Regions from separate parts of the Mus musculus genome. Here region 2 is linked to region 1. A link is a contact called in public promoter capture Hi-C data. All regions are on one chromosome and are shown on one strand. Each heading gives the region's core, a stretch centred on a gene start, on an enhancer-like site or on the middle of the called end of the contact. The rest is flanking DNA. Distances are from core to core; before and after follow the strand shown.

Region 1 (6,794 bases), core at 2,355-4,854:
GGTCTGCACTGCACCTTCATCAACGACTTCTACACCTACCACGTGTACAACGGGGAGGTTCACTGTGGCACCAATGTGCGCAGGAAGCCCTTCACCTTCAAGTGGTGGCACATGGTGCCCTGAGTCACTACCCCAGGCAGCCTCCCTCGAGGACTGTCCTGGCCAGAGGTGGCTGCTCCCCACCCCCACCCCCACCCCGCAGCGAGGTGCAGCAAGAGATCTGGGGATGGTTGGGCTTCCACAGAGGTGGCCACTGTCCCTGCTGTGACATGTTTGCTTCACCCACATCTGGCTCCTGTCCCATCTCTGTGTGTCCTCAAATGGTCCTTGCATAGCAAGCTCAGCTCTGCTTAGAGATGCTGCAATAAAGATGTAGTTTTGTATCTTTAGTTTACCACGGAGTTCCACACCCCCAGCCCCACCCTCCGCAAAGCACATTGGAATCAATTTCAAAGCACCAATGAGGTGAAAAAGCTTCAACTATGGCTGGCAGCTCTTTTGACTTATTTACTCTGCCGTATGTGTCTCTCTCTTTATATATATTTAATAAAAATTAAAAAAAAAAAACAAACCACGGCTGGCAAGATGGCTCAGCGGGTAAGAGCATTGACTGCAGGTCATGAGTTCAAATCCCAGCAACCACATGGTGGCTCACAACCATCTGTAACGAGATCTGACTCCCTTTTCTGGCGTGTCTGAAGACAGCTACAGTGTACTTACATATAATAAATAAATCTTAAGAAAAAAAAAGGGCTTGTGAGATGGCTCAGTGGTTAAGAGCACCGACTGCTCTTCCAAAGTTCCTGAGTTCAAATCCCAGTAACCACATGGTGGCTCACAACTATCTGTGACGCTCTCTTCTGGTGCATCTGAAGACAGCTACAGTGTACTTAGGTATAACTCGGGAGGCAGAGGCAGGCAGATTTCTGAGTTCGAGGCCAGCCTAATCTACAGAGTGAGTTCCAGGACAGCCAGGGCTACACGGAGAAACCCTGTCTCAAAAAACAAACAAACAAACAAACAAACAAACAACCCCCCCCACACACACACAAATTCCTTGGAGCCTAAGGTGATGACACACACCCTTAACTCCCACCCTCCGGAGACAGAGGCAGGTGGATCTCTGTGAATTCAAGACCAAGCTGGTCTATATATTGAGTTCAGGCTAACAGGTCTACACAGTGAGATCCAGAGACAATTAATTAACGTTTAATTAAAATGAGTAAATAGAAACACGTTCCTCAGGCCAGTGAGATGGCTCAGTGGGGAAAGGCACTTGCCATGAAACCAATGGTGAGCCAAGGCTGGTCCCCAGGACCTGAGTAAAGGTGGGGAGAGAGACCTGCCTCTACAAAGCTGTCCTTTGACTGCCACAGGCATGCACTGGGTGGCGCTGGTGTGTCACACATGCTACTTGCCTTTGCCTCCCAAGTACTGGGACTAGAAGTGTGGCCACCATGCCCTACTGTGAGAGAGAGAGAGAGAGAGAGAGAGAGAGAGAGAGAGAGAGAGAGAGAGAGAGAGAGAGAGAGACCACAGTGCACATGTGGAGATCAGAGGACAGCTTGTGAGACTCACTTTCCTCCTTCCACCATGCGTGCTCTGCACATCGGGCTCAGTGGTGAACGTCTTTAACCCACTGAGCTACCTGGCCAGTCCTGACTTTTCTTTAACCTCATCAAGCCAAAAATTCCCTTCATCCCCCTCCCTCAGAGACTGCCTAAGAGTGCTCTGAGACAGACGTGGTAAATGCCACAGACCAGGTGTTCCACAGACCAGGTGTTCCTAAACCCCAGGAAGGGACCCAGTTTCTCATACTGGGACCAAAGCAATTTTACTTGGCGGGAAGCTGAGTAGCTGGGTGGCTGTTCCCTTCCCTCTCCAGGTCCCCCAAGAGAGCTCCTCTCTGCCTCTTCCAGCTTCGGATTGATTGATTGATTGATTGATTGATTGATTGATTGATTGATTGAGACAGGGTCTTCCTAGAAGCCCTAGTCTGTCTGAAACTCCTTTTTTAGCCAAGGCTGCCCTCAGACTTGTAACCATCTTCCCGCTTGAGCCTCCTGGGTGCGTGGATGCAGGTATGCACCTCTGAGGCGGCTGGGAGCTAGCTCCTTCTCTGAGAGGCCAGTAGAATGGAGAAAGAGAGTAATGGAGGCTGCTCTCTCTAGGCTGTGCCCTGCACCAAGGTCTTCTGGGAAATATGAAGTTTCCATACAGAATCTCCTTAATTAACCTAGGCTGGCTCCCTATTCTTGTTCCTCCTGCCTCCATCTACCCAGTTCTGGGATTGCAGACGTGAGCCACCATGCTCGGCTCTTAATGAGCAAATAACAGGGACGTGGAGGCAGATAGTTCTCTACCAAGGAGCTATGCTCCCACCTATCCCCTTTTCAGAACATTGGCACAGTCTTGTTAAATTGACCAATCTAGACTTGAAGTCACTCGGTAATCACAGGCTAGCCTACCTCAGCTGGATCTTTTTTTCCCCCCTGACAACACATACATATACTATGGAATGCAATACAGAATTTGGCGGCTTTTTGAAACAGAGCATCATTCTGAAACCCAGGCTGGTCTCAAACTCACAGAAATCCTCCTGCCTCAGTGTGGGTGCTGAACAGGTGACAGGCAGGGACTACCATGTGTGGCTTTGTAGTCTGATCTAGGAATGCCAATACTGAAGAGACCATGAACCTCAAAGATGTATGTGTCATCTCAGCGACTCCACAGGGCACGAGAATGCTGACCCCCCCCATTTTAGCAGTTTTGAACTGCACAGTAGATATACAATTTCCTTTCTGCTTCGTGTGTGTGTGTGTGTGTGTTCTCACACCACAGTGCACATGTGAAGGTCAGAGGTCAGCCTAAAGGGATAACAGCTGTAAGCCAGGCTGCACAGGTCTAGCCCATGCACCAGCTCCTGCTGCCCATCCCCCACCCTACCCGCCCTGATGCTAACAAGAGACACAGCTGTGACTGACTGGCTTATCATCGTTATCACCCGGGAAAAGGATGCAGATTGCCTGCCAGGATCAGGGATTTGCAGAGCTAGCTATAGCTTCCTGACACTTCTGTGAGCATAGCACTTTACCAAGTACCCCCACTAGCTGCCAAGAAGCACACATCCTAGAACAGTGGTCCTCAACCTTCTTAGTGCTGCAACCCTTTAATACAGGTGGTGACCCCCAACCATAAGCTTATTTCGTTGCTACCTCATAACTGTGATTTTGCTACTGTTATGAATCATAATATGCAGGATATCTGATGTGTGACACCACCACCATCCCAGCCTTGAGGCCAAAACAGGTTGAGAGCTACTGTCCTAGAACCAAGACTCCCCCATAATCTTGAGATGTAGCACCCAGACCAGTGGGAAGGGCAGAGCCCCAAGCTGTTAGACTCCAATTTCCTAGGGCTGCAGGGTCTACAGGCAGCAGCTGCTAAAACTTTGATGCTGAGTAGAAGGATCTCTCCCTTCACCCTTCCCCCTACCTCCTTCTCCTCTTCCTCCTCCTCCAGGCTCACCTGTGAACCCTTAACAAGGGGGCGGGCTGGGGTGGTCCTTACCTCTACTAAAGAGGAAGGCCAGGAAGCCCCACCGTCCTAGGCAATTACTCTGGTGGGTAAGGACTGCTGACAGTGGCTAGCTTGGTAAGCCCAGCCATGTCTTTTCAGAACTCACTCAGCCTGTCTCTGGTCAATCCCACCCATGCCCTCTGCATGGTAGGCATGGAAATCACCTTGGACATCAGCAAGTAAGGCTTAGCGGGTGTCTGTAGGGGTAATGAGAAGGGAGGGTCTGGGCAGAGTCCCTGTGCCCAGAAGTCCGAGGTTAGCGCTCTCAGCTGAACTGACCGACCCCAAGGAAATCTGGCTTGGTCTCTGAGAGCCCTCCCATCCCAGCTCGGGATACTGACTTACAGCTTTCTCTGCCTCTTGCAAGATCCCTGTTAGCTTCGAAGGTGTCCTTGAGTAGGCGGGGGTTGTGTCTTACGGTTCTGGCATCTGCTCACTCCATGACTGTGAAGCTGAGGCTTGTATGTAAAATGAAGATGTGATCCTCACAAGGAGGCTTTGGGGGAGCGGGAGGTTGGGGTGGGACATCCATCAAAGGCGTGGAGGTCCTGGGGGTCGAGATGGTAAGAGAGGCTGAAGACGTTAGCGCCCGCCCCCCCCCCCACAAGCTTCACTGACAACTCTCCTCAATTCCGTAAGATGGATGCAGACTCCAGATCGGGGGCTGTCCTGGAACCCTGTCGCCTCATCGGTTGGTGAGTCTTCTAACCTGTATTGTCTCCTTCAAACCAGGTGTGCACCAGACAAGTGCAAGTCTTTCACCATCCGTGGTTCCCCCAGGATCTTGATCCACATCTCTAGCTCCGTCATCGCTGGCAAAGAGGACACTGTGGTCTGGAGGTCAATGAACCATCCCACAGTGGCATTGGTGAGGATGGTGGCGCCCAGCCCCACTGTGGATGAAGACAAGGTGAGCCATGGAGGGGAGAGGGGTAACCTTTAACCTACCCAGGTGATCTCAATGTGGAAGCTGGCAAGCCTAGCTGAAGGCCATTGGCAACAGGCCTGCCTACCCAAGGCAGACCCAGCTGCAGCTGTCTGTGGGCAGGGAGAGAGAGGCAGTTAAGGGATGGTGAGTGGGCGGAACCTGCCCATCTATGTGTCGGCGGAAGGCAGTTTCCTTCAGCGAGTGGCTCACTTGGGTAAGCACTGTACCTTGAGTCGGGCCAGAACCAGTGTTGTACCCTGAGCTGAGCAGTGCATACCTATTAAGCCCAATTAACCAGGAGGAGGGTCAGCAGTTGGAGGTCCTAACCTGAGCTACAGAGCCAGCTCCAAGCCAGGGCAAACGACTTTAGTGAGCGACAACTGCTTTTGTTGGGTTTTGAGACGGGGTTTCTCTGTGTAGCCCTGGCCATCCTAGAACTCCCTTTGTAAACCAGGCTGGCCTCGAACTCCCACGATCCTCCTACCCCTGCCTCCTAATGACTGGGATTAAAAGTGTGCACCACCTGGCAAGACACCCTCCTAGACGTCCTAAGTGGCTATGGCCCCTGGGTCAGCTCATAGTGGGTCACTGGAAGATTAGATGCTGAAACACAAAGCAGGGTCACATGCTTACACCCAGTCTATGGCTCTGGGCTGTCTCCACAGGTGCTGGTCTCCTACTTCTGTCCTGACCAAGAAGTCCCCACGGCCACAGCTGTGCTGTTTCTCACCGGCATCGGTGAGTCTTCCCTCTAGGAGCTGAGACCCACCCGGCGTTCCTCTGGAGAGCAGGGCAGGTCTTGTGAAGCAAGGAAGAGGCTCCTTGTGTAGAAGATGCTTTCTATTGGCCCTGAGATGATATCCACGCGCCTGTTCCCTTGACGTTCACTCACTTAGAAACAACCAGAACTTGAGTCACCTGCCCCCACTTCCTCATTCTCATTGCTGCTGGGTCTGGTCCACTGCTATGTCATCTCGTAAATGTGTGTGTGTGTGTGTGTGTGTGTGTAGCCAGGGGAAAGACATCAGATGCGCTGGGACTTAGAGGTACAGGTAGTTATGAGACACAAGCCACGGCATGCCAGGAAGGAAACTCCAATCCTCTGGGAGAGAGCAGTAAGGGCCAACAGCTGAGCTCTCTCTCTCTCCAGCCCCATCTTGAAGCTGCTTTGTAAGAATCAGGTGGCCACTGTGGATGGCTCCCTCCCTGACTTACTCATGAGAATCCACCTGCCTCTGACGACACTGCCTCTAACCAGCGTGTCCAACCTGTGGCCCAGCACAGCTATGGCTACAGCCCAATATAAAATTGTACACTTAAAACATTTATCTTGGCGGGGCTGGAGAGATGGCTCAGTGGGTAAGAGCACTGGATGCTTTCTGAGGTCCTGATTCAGTTCCCAGCACCCACATGGTGGGGCTCACAACCATCTGTAATGAGATCTGATGCCTTCTTCCTGTGTGTCTCCAGTCCATCTCTTCAGTCCAATGCTTGACAGTAAGATACCTCAGTTAGGCTTTTTACCAACCAGGTCAGGCAAGGGTCGCCAGAGCTTTGAGGGCGCCGTTAGCAGGCCAGGTTCTGAGACCCTTCCTTCCCTTTCAGAGATCTCCCTGGAGGCAGACATCTATCGAGATGGACAACTGGACATGCCAAGTGATAAGCAAGCTAAGGTGAGGCTGCCTGGTCAAGGGAGGGTGCAGGACCTAGGGGAGCCATCCCTAGGCCTCAGCCTGTGTTTATCTGACTGTTGGGATATCCAAGTCTCTCCACTATATACCACAAATCGGGGTCGATGAAGTAAACTTGTGATCTACTGAAAAACAGCTAGGTTGTGTGCACCTAGCAAGGGGTGTGTGTATGTGTGGGTGCCTAGCAAGGTGTGGGTATGAGCCTAGCAAGGCATGGTGTATAGATCTGCCTGCATGCTAGCAAGGTGTACTATAGTGTGTGCATGCATGTGTACTTAGCCTAGTGTGTATGGTATGTATGTGTTCTTTTAATCCCAGCGTCCCAGAAATAAAAGCTGGAAGACTGGGGTTTGAAGACCATTCTCAGATGTACATAGGGAATTCCAAGCCCCCTTGGCTATATAGTAGATACGATATGGTCTCAAAACAAAATGGAGTCAGATGTGGTGGCAGCTGCCTGTCATTCCTCCCTGTTCCTGGATGTCTGATGCAGGATGGAGAGTTTAGTGCCATCCCTGGCTTTTACATAGCCAGACTGTCTCAAAACCAACCAAAACTAGCCAGGTGTCCAGAGGCATGGGCTTGGTTAGTAGCCA
Region 2 (6,794 bases), core at 2,397-4,896, 68 kb before region 1:
AAATAGCTCTGGAACGAAATGCCCACCTTGCCAGGACCCTGGGGCAAGAGCACCGTGGTTTCATATGACTCCTGGATTGCGTAAGATGTAAAGGAAGATTTGGGGCGTCCTTCTTCCCAAAGGACCTCAGGCCATGGCCCTCTGGCACCGTTCAGTTCAACGGAGGCAAGCAAGGGCAGGAAAACTCAGTCCTTGAAAGCGAGCAGGCACAAAAGCCCCTCTAATGCTCAACTCCATCCAGTCCGACCTCTGCAGGATGCTCGTTACCTGCCGGAGCAGCCTTTAATTATGAGCCCTGGTGCTTCCTGTTGGAAGATGCCGCGGGCCATAGGGAGCCCGTCGTAAGTCTGCAAGCGTGGGTGGGGGTGGGCAGGAAGGTTGGACCAGGAAAGCAGAGAGCTTGCCCATCTTGGGGTGGGGAACCTGGAAGCCTGGGACTCGTGGCTGGGTGTTTAGGGCCCCTGAACCTGAAGGCTGTTGGTCCAGATGTGGAGGGGGTGGGGCCCAAGGTATTAGGAGAGGGTGGGGTAGGTCATTAAGTTACATCTGGAGGTGAGGCCTAATTTCCTCTAATAGTCTCTAATTACTCCCGATCCTGCTGCAGGCAGTGGGAGGGAAGGGCCCACACTCCCCTAGCAGCCAGGGACCCTACACAACATTTGTACTGCCCCAGTAAACCCCATGGCAGGCCTGTGTCCCCCACCCCCACCCCCAGTAGGACAGACAGCTGGCCTGGAGGCTAATAGCACCAGCTGAGGTAACAGAGGCATGTGGAGGCAAGCAGGCAGGCAGACCCAGCTGCAGGGCATGGCTGGCAGAGGCCTGCCATCTTCCTCCTGTGGTCCAGGAGCCACCACAGGCCACTGGATTCTGTCTTGGTATTTTTAGTAGTTTCTGGTGCCACCCCAGACTTGAGGCAGCTGCTGTCACTTCATAACCGGCGGACACTCAGTTAGCGAAGGCTTCCATGAAAGTGTTAGGCTAGGCATGGCCTAGTAGGCATTGGCTCTTCCCCCTTCCAGAAGGGTCTGTGGAACTGGAACCCCATTTGTAGGCTCTCTGCACGAACAGCCTCCTCTATGAGCATGGCCCGGCTGCAGCTGAGACACGGAGAAGGAGAAGAAGAAGATAAAGGAGGATGAGAAGGGTTGGGGCGATGCCCGACCTCTGAAGAGGAGAGGAGACAGGCGACCATGGGAGCAAGTCTTCAGCACCACATGATGGGGACTCTGGAGTTGCCGCTCAGGCTGTCTGGGGTCCTGGCTGACTGGCCACCGTCTTTCTCATCAATAAAAACATCGTTGTGCATTCTTTAACTGGCTGCCTCATTTGCGCCTGGGCCGACAGAGGGATAAGAAAATGAGGGGCCAGCTTCCCTGATCTCCACACCCTAGCACAGATCCCTAGGCTCGGTGCCAGCAGGGCCTCAGGCGGCCCTTGTCAGCTGAGCAGCTTCCTGGGCTGAGGCAGGTGAATGCCAGACAGCCGCTGATTCGACAGAATCCTTGATCCATGGCCACTCCCCCGCGCCGCCCCCCCCCCCCCCGCCTGCCTGAGATACTATCGAGGAGGGACCTGCCTCTTCCTCTTCCTCTTCCTCTCCTCTTCCCTTGGTTTTATGGAAAGAGGTGGGGAGGCTGGCAGAAGGGGGCGATGCTCCAAGGCACCGGGATCCAGGACAGGTCAACGCAATTCCGTAGCCCTGACTCCGGTGCTGAGTTCCCTAGGCCTGGTGGTCTGATCTTCGGAAACATCGCTTCTTTTCATCTTACACACTTGCTGTGATCTCAGACTATTCCCTTTGACAGACATTTTAGCACAAGGCTCATCAGGTCCCCAGCACAATGTGCCAGCACCCTTGGAGGATGCTTACCCACTCTTTCCACCCATCCCCCACAGTCAGGGAGGATGTCTGGAACTTTATCAAGCGTGCTGGTTCTTATCTAACACTGACGCCATTTGCTGGAAACCAGATGCCCTGGGTTCGGGTTGCTTTGGAGAATGCCCTTTCCATACCCTGGGCCACCGCAGAGGGGACAGTCATAGGCTCCAAATGTCAGCCTCCGACTGGTGCAAATGGAGGACCCTAGGAAGTGAGTGGGTTCTGGTCCCTGCCCTGCCCTGGGGGGGCAGCAGCTGGGAGGAGGGACTCTACTCAGCACTTCTGAGCCTCCACAGCCATTATCTCTGCCCGAGCGGGTGACTGGCCACATTTTCTAGACCTGAGGAAACAAGCCCCAGGAGAAGAGATGGAATCCCGTCAGTACGTGGTGCAGCCGATCAAACCCGACTCCCCTGCCCAGAGTCCTTGTTCTTGCAGATACCTCTTGCCTCAGTTTCCCCATCTACAAGAGGGCAACCTACGCTGATATTCTTGGTCCTGATGACATTGGTCACTGTTGTATCATTTACCCCCTTGGGAGGGTTTGACCTCCAACATCAGCCTTAGGAAAGTGAGCCCATATCCACGTTACAACTGCCCAGCTGTGATCCCCTCAGCCAGGGCTCAATTGGTGGTGGTGGTGGGCTGAAGTAAGGTGTGTGTGTGTGTGTGTGTGTGTGTGTGAAGTGCCACCAGGAAGACCCTGAGGTAGGAGGAAGCTCACTCTCTCTCTAGTCTTACAACCCAAGCTTTTAATTAAGAAAGGCGGGCAGAGGTCCAAGAAGGTGGCCCAGTGGGTAAAGGTGCTAGCCACCAAGCCTGACGACTTGGAATGGACCTGGTAGGAGGAAACAAGTCCTCCAGCCTCTGCACAGGTGCCACGGCACAGGTGGGCACCACCTCTCCCAGAAATGTAAAAATCAGACCGATCTAGAAATACATATAGATGGGGAGGGGGGCGAAGCTGGGGATGTGGCTCGGTTGGTAGAGCCTAGCACACACAATGCTCTAGGTGTGATTTCCAACACCAGATAAAATGGAGTAGAGTGGTGCAGATCTGTAATCCCAGCGCTTGGGAGGCAGAAGGATCTGAGGTTTAAGACTGTTGTTAACCTCATAGTGAGTTTGGAGTATTTGAGACTCAGAGAGAGAGAGAGAGAGAGAGAGAGAGAGAATAAAAAGAGAGGAAGATGGGTGGAGAGAAGGGGGAGGGGAAGAGGCAGGGGGAAGGGGAAGAACGGGGGGGAGGGGGGAGGGGAGGAAGAGGGAAAGGGGGAGGGAGAGGGGGAGGAGCGAGGCAAGACCAACATTTCTCATAGGTTTGCATGAAGCATCCAGGGGCCACCTGCACTTCCGGTTGCCTGCACCAGGGTGAAGTGGGGCCTTGCATCCTGCATCCTCAGCGGCCCTTCCAGCAGTGTAAACAGAGGCAAGAGGACAGAGACAGGCCAGGACAAAGCCCTGGGTTCCCCTGCGTGTCCTCCCCCTCCCCCTCCCCCTAACCACCCCAGATGTGCTGGCCAAGCACCTGTGGGGACTTGTTTTCTCTCTAGGTAGAAATTAACTCCTTGGGTGCCCTGGGGTGGGAGCCCCAGGTTCATATGCAAATATCAGAACCCTTCCGGCCAGTCCTGAAGAGAGGATTGGCTCTTTGGCCTCTGAGAAGAGGCTGGGCTTCTAGAGCTAGAGCCAATAAGCTTGCGCCCTGAGCTGGAGGGGCGGAGCTGGGTACTTTAAAGGCACATCCTGGGGGACCTCTGGCTAGTGCTGGGTTTGGTGGCCAAAGCCCCCATCCTAGGCCGGCATGTCTCTACAGAGGATTGTGCGTGTGTCTCTGGAGCACCCCACCAGCGCTGTGTGTGTGGCAGGGGTTGAGACCATCGTGGACATTTATGGGTAAGAGTTGGTTCTGGAGGGTCTGGGGTTCGTCGTGTGGAGTCCGTGGGCCTTCACGGCTAGGAGCTGTGTTCCTCAGGGCACAGGCTGGGCCTACGGTGCCTCATCTGTAGTCTTAACCTGGGAACCTCTGCCCACTGTGGGAAGCGTGGGTCCTTCCTGCAGTCAGCCCCGTTCCCAGCAGGGTTTTTGAACCTGAGGATCCAGGCAGAGCTGAGCTCCGTACATTGGACTTAGACAGTTCTGGGGCCATGGGCTCATTTCTCGGTTTAAGGGTCCTTAGAAGAGACTGGTCACAAGAAAGGGAAGGGACCTGAACTCTCATCCTCCAACCCCTTATGAGCACAGGGAGAATCAAGTCATTTCTTAAAAGGCCACATCTACTCACGGACCTAGCACTTAAGGTGCCAAGCTCTGTCCCCAGAGCTGGTCACAGTTTCTCAGACTCCACCCTGACAAGAGCCCTGACGTTAACACTATCTCAGGTGATGTTCACAAAGTACCAGTGGTGGCACAGAGAGGTTGAGCCATTAGCCCATGTCACCTGGAGGCAAAGCTGAGCTTTGAGCCCACTGTAGACTTACTAAGGACTTCGTGTCTAGCTGCCCAGCCCCTGGAGCCCCAGGGCTTCAGATCCACGGTCACTCATCACCTATGCGCTGTGGCTGCTGTGGGCCAGGGTGGCTTGGCTAGGGGTTTTGTAGGACCGGGGCTGGTTTCTTAGGCTTTTGAGTCCCAGCTCTGAGACTGAGCTGAGGAGATTCCAAGGATGCAGGGATCAGGGTGTCACCTCTCAGACCTTCCTGCCCCCATCTTGGATGTGGCTTCAGCACTGGGCCACCAGAAGTCCCTGCGGGACTGTGCCACTCACTGTAACACTGTGAGAATCATCTTTGGTCTTCATTTGCCAGGGGCCGACAGTGCTCCCAACCCTGCTGGGCCAGCCAAAACTCAGACGTTGTCAGGTATGCCCCAGGGGCCAAAGTTTCACACCCTTTGAGAACAAACATCCAGAAGTAAGAGTTTCAAGTGTGGAGTGAAATCGGTTGGGGTCTGAGGTAGGGAGGGAAGGAGTGAGCTGCCAGTCACAGGAGATAACCAAGTCCGAGATAAGCTGCATGCCAGGAGCTAGCTCCTGGCTGCGGGTAGGTGGACTGTGAGATATGCAGAGGGGAGTCTCTGTAGCTTTAGCTTCCAAAGATTCGGGCAGGACAGGAAGTGGGATGGATGCTGCCTGGCGCCACAGCCTGCTCCAGGGCTGCGTGCCCATAGGGGTGACTCACTGCCCAGCTGCCTTGTGCCCATTGGGTAGATATATCTCCGGTTTGACTTGTCCAGGGAGCTGGGGATAGCTTCTCCTCCCCCTCCCTCTCCTGCTCCTCTCAGAGGTGCCTTCGAGGGTGGAGGATGGGCTGGGTGGGAGGCAAGCCGCTGGGCTGGGGGTAACTTGAGTGACTAGGGCCATGATGGGGATTCACCAAGAAGACTGGGGATGGGGCAGTCATGGGTGGTGGCAGGGCTTTGGTGTTTTCTAGGATTTCTGCACATAGTGATGGCCAATCCCCCTGGGAAATAGAGTATCACACTCACGGGGCATGGGCTTCTTTGAGCGTTGGTGTACAGCCGTCCTGGGGATGCTCAGAAGTGAAGGGTTGTTCTAGTGTCGGCCAGGCGCTGTCCAGTGAGGGTTGCAGAGATGACCTGTGTCTTGGTTGTGAGCCTTGCCTCGAATGGCTGAGCCATCTCTACAGCCCGCGACTTGTGTCTTGGAAGGGGATAGCAAGACTGGACATCTTAGGGTATTCTTCCCGGATCCTAGCCCTAGCCTACAAACCAGGAGCAGCAGGATGGTGGCTCAGCGCTGGCTCTGGTACTTCCCAGCTGCCTCATCTTGGGACGCTCTTTCCCCGGGGACTCTGCCTCTGGCTCTGTAATGTGATGAACCAGTGATGTGACTGGGCAGTGGGCTCTTGGTGGCTTGCGTCGTCTTGAGTATTTTACCCAGATGCCCCAGCTTACCACAGCGGCCTCGCCATCTCAGAGGTTAACCCAGAGAGGTTAACTAACCTGTCAGAGGTGGCGTAGCCAGTTGGTAGAGAGGCATGAGGCCGTCTGAACTGTTTGGTTCTTTCTTCAGAGAGACCTGGGAGGAGGGCAGAGATGGCATGTAGACTACAGAGCGCAGAGCCAATGCTAACATGCACAGAAATCATTTCCATTATTTTATGGCTCTGCCCTGAGTCTGGGGAAAGTCTCAAGTGTTCCCAAACCTGCCGTTTATCAGCTGGGTAGGACCAGGAGATGGAGAAATGGGGAAAAAGAAAGAAAGAGAGAGAGAGGAGAGAGAGAGAGAGAGAGAGAGAGAGAGAGAGAGAGAGAGAGAGAGAGAGAGAAAGAAAGAAAGAAAGAAAGAAAGAAAGAAAGAAAGAAAGAAAGAAAGAAAGAAAGAAAGAAAGAAAGAAAGAAAGAAAGAAAGATCCAAAGATCCACCCCAGGACCATTCTCAGGGCTGAGAATTCAGCCCTGGGGGCAGAGAAAGAAAGTTTGGTTCATACTGGGAAGAAGGAAAGTTCTGGAAGAGCCACAGTTGCAGGCTGAAATGAGACAAGAAGGCTGGCTGAAAGCAACCTTCAGACATTCTCCTAACATGTGACTCACATCTAGGTGTCTGTTCCCTAGGGCTGCTTGGCCCAGCTGTCATCTTTATAATGTGTCATATATGAGAGTGGAAAGCAGTCCCCAGGCTGGCCCGGTGGTGGCTGCTGGAGCTCACCCATCCCTTCTTCTGAATAGGGAAACTGAGGTCCGGTGGGTGAAAGGATCTAACCAGCTTAAGGAAGCAAGTTAAGATAGAAACCAGGCCTTGAGACCCAAAAAGCCCATGACATATTGTAGTGGGAACCCAGTTCCCAAGGTCCCGTGAGGCTGGGGGAAGCTCAGGGCCCCTTGCGTGTTCAGGTCGACATCTGGGAGACCTGGGAAGAGTCAGGTGTGGTCTGTCTGCATGGCTGCAGTA

Evidence for each region. Capture Hi-C pulls out chosen DNA fragments and counts their contacts.
Region 2: a promoter capture Hi-C map of adipose tissue shows a contact between it and region 1. The contact joins the promoter of Padi3 here to the promoter of Padi6 in region 1. A contact is called at or near these places in 6 of 39 promoter capture datasets (the 3T3-L1 cell line, cranial neural crest, embryonic stem cells and 2 more), 11 of 484 Hi-C or Micro-C datasets (ECoMG myeloid progenitors, bone marrow-derived macrophages, embryonic stem cells and 6 more), 3 of 115 datasets of contacts at active chromatin or transcription factors (embryonic stem cells, memory CD8 T cells and pancreatic cancer cells) and 4 of 9 other capture datasets (adipose tissue, liver, macrophages and 1 more).

The regions. Positions count from the first base shown.
Region 1 is chr4:140,739,453-140,746,246 of GRCm38.p6, reverse strand. It overlaps Padi6 (peptidyl arginine deiminase, type VI), which reads left to right and starts at 3,604. Exons shown (of 16, transcript NM_153106.2): 1 at 3,604-3,758; 2 at 4,312-4,489; 3 at 5,173-5,245; 4 at 6,113-6,180. The coding sequence starts at 3,667. Padi4 (peptidyl arginine deiminase, type IV) reads left to right here. Exons shown (of 16, transcript NM_011061.2): 16 at 1-739. The coding sequence ends at 123.
Region 2 is chr4:140,807,500-140,814,293 of GRCm38.p6, reverse strand. Padi3 (peptidyl arginine deiminase, type III) reads left to right here and starts at 3,646. Exons shown (of 16, transcript NM_011060.4): 1 at 3,646-3,778. The coding sequence starts at 3,687. Gm13032 (predicted gene 13032) reads right to left here and starts at 3,301. Exons shown (of 3, transcript NR_045944.1): 1 at 3,191-3,301; 2 at 27-1,100. It overlaps Padi1 (peptidyl arginine deiminase, type I), which reads left to right. Exons shown (of 16, transcript NM_011059.2): 16 at 1-1,313.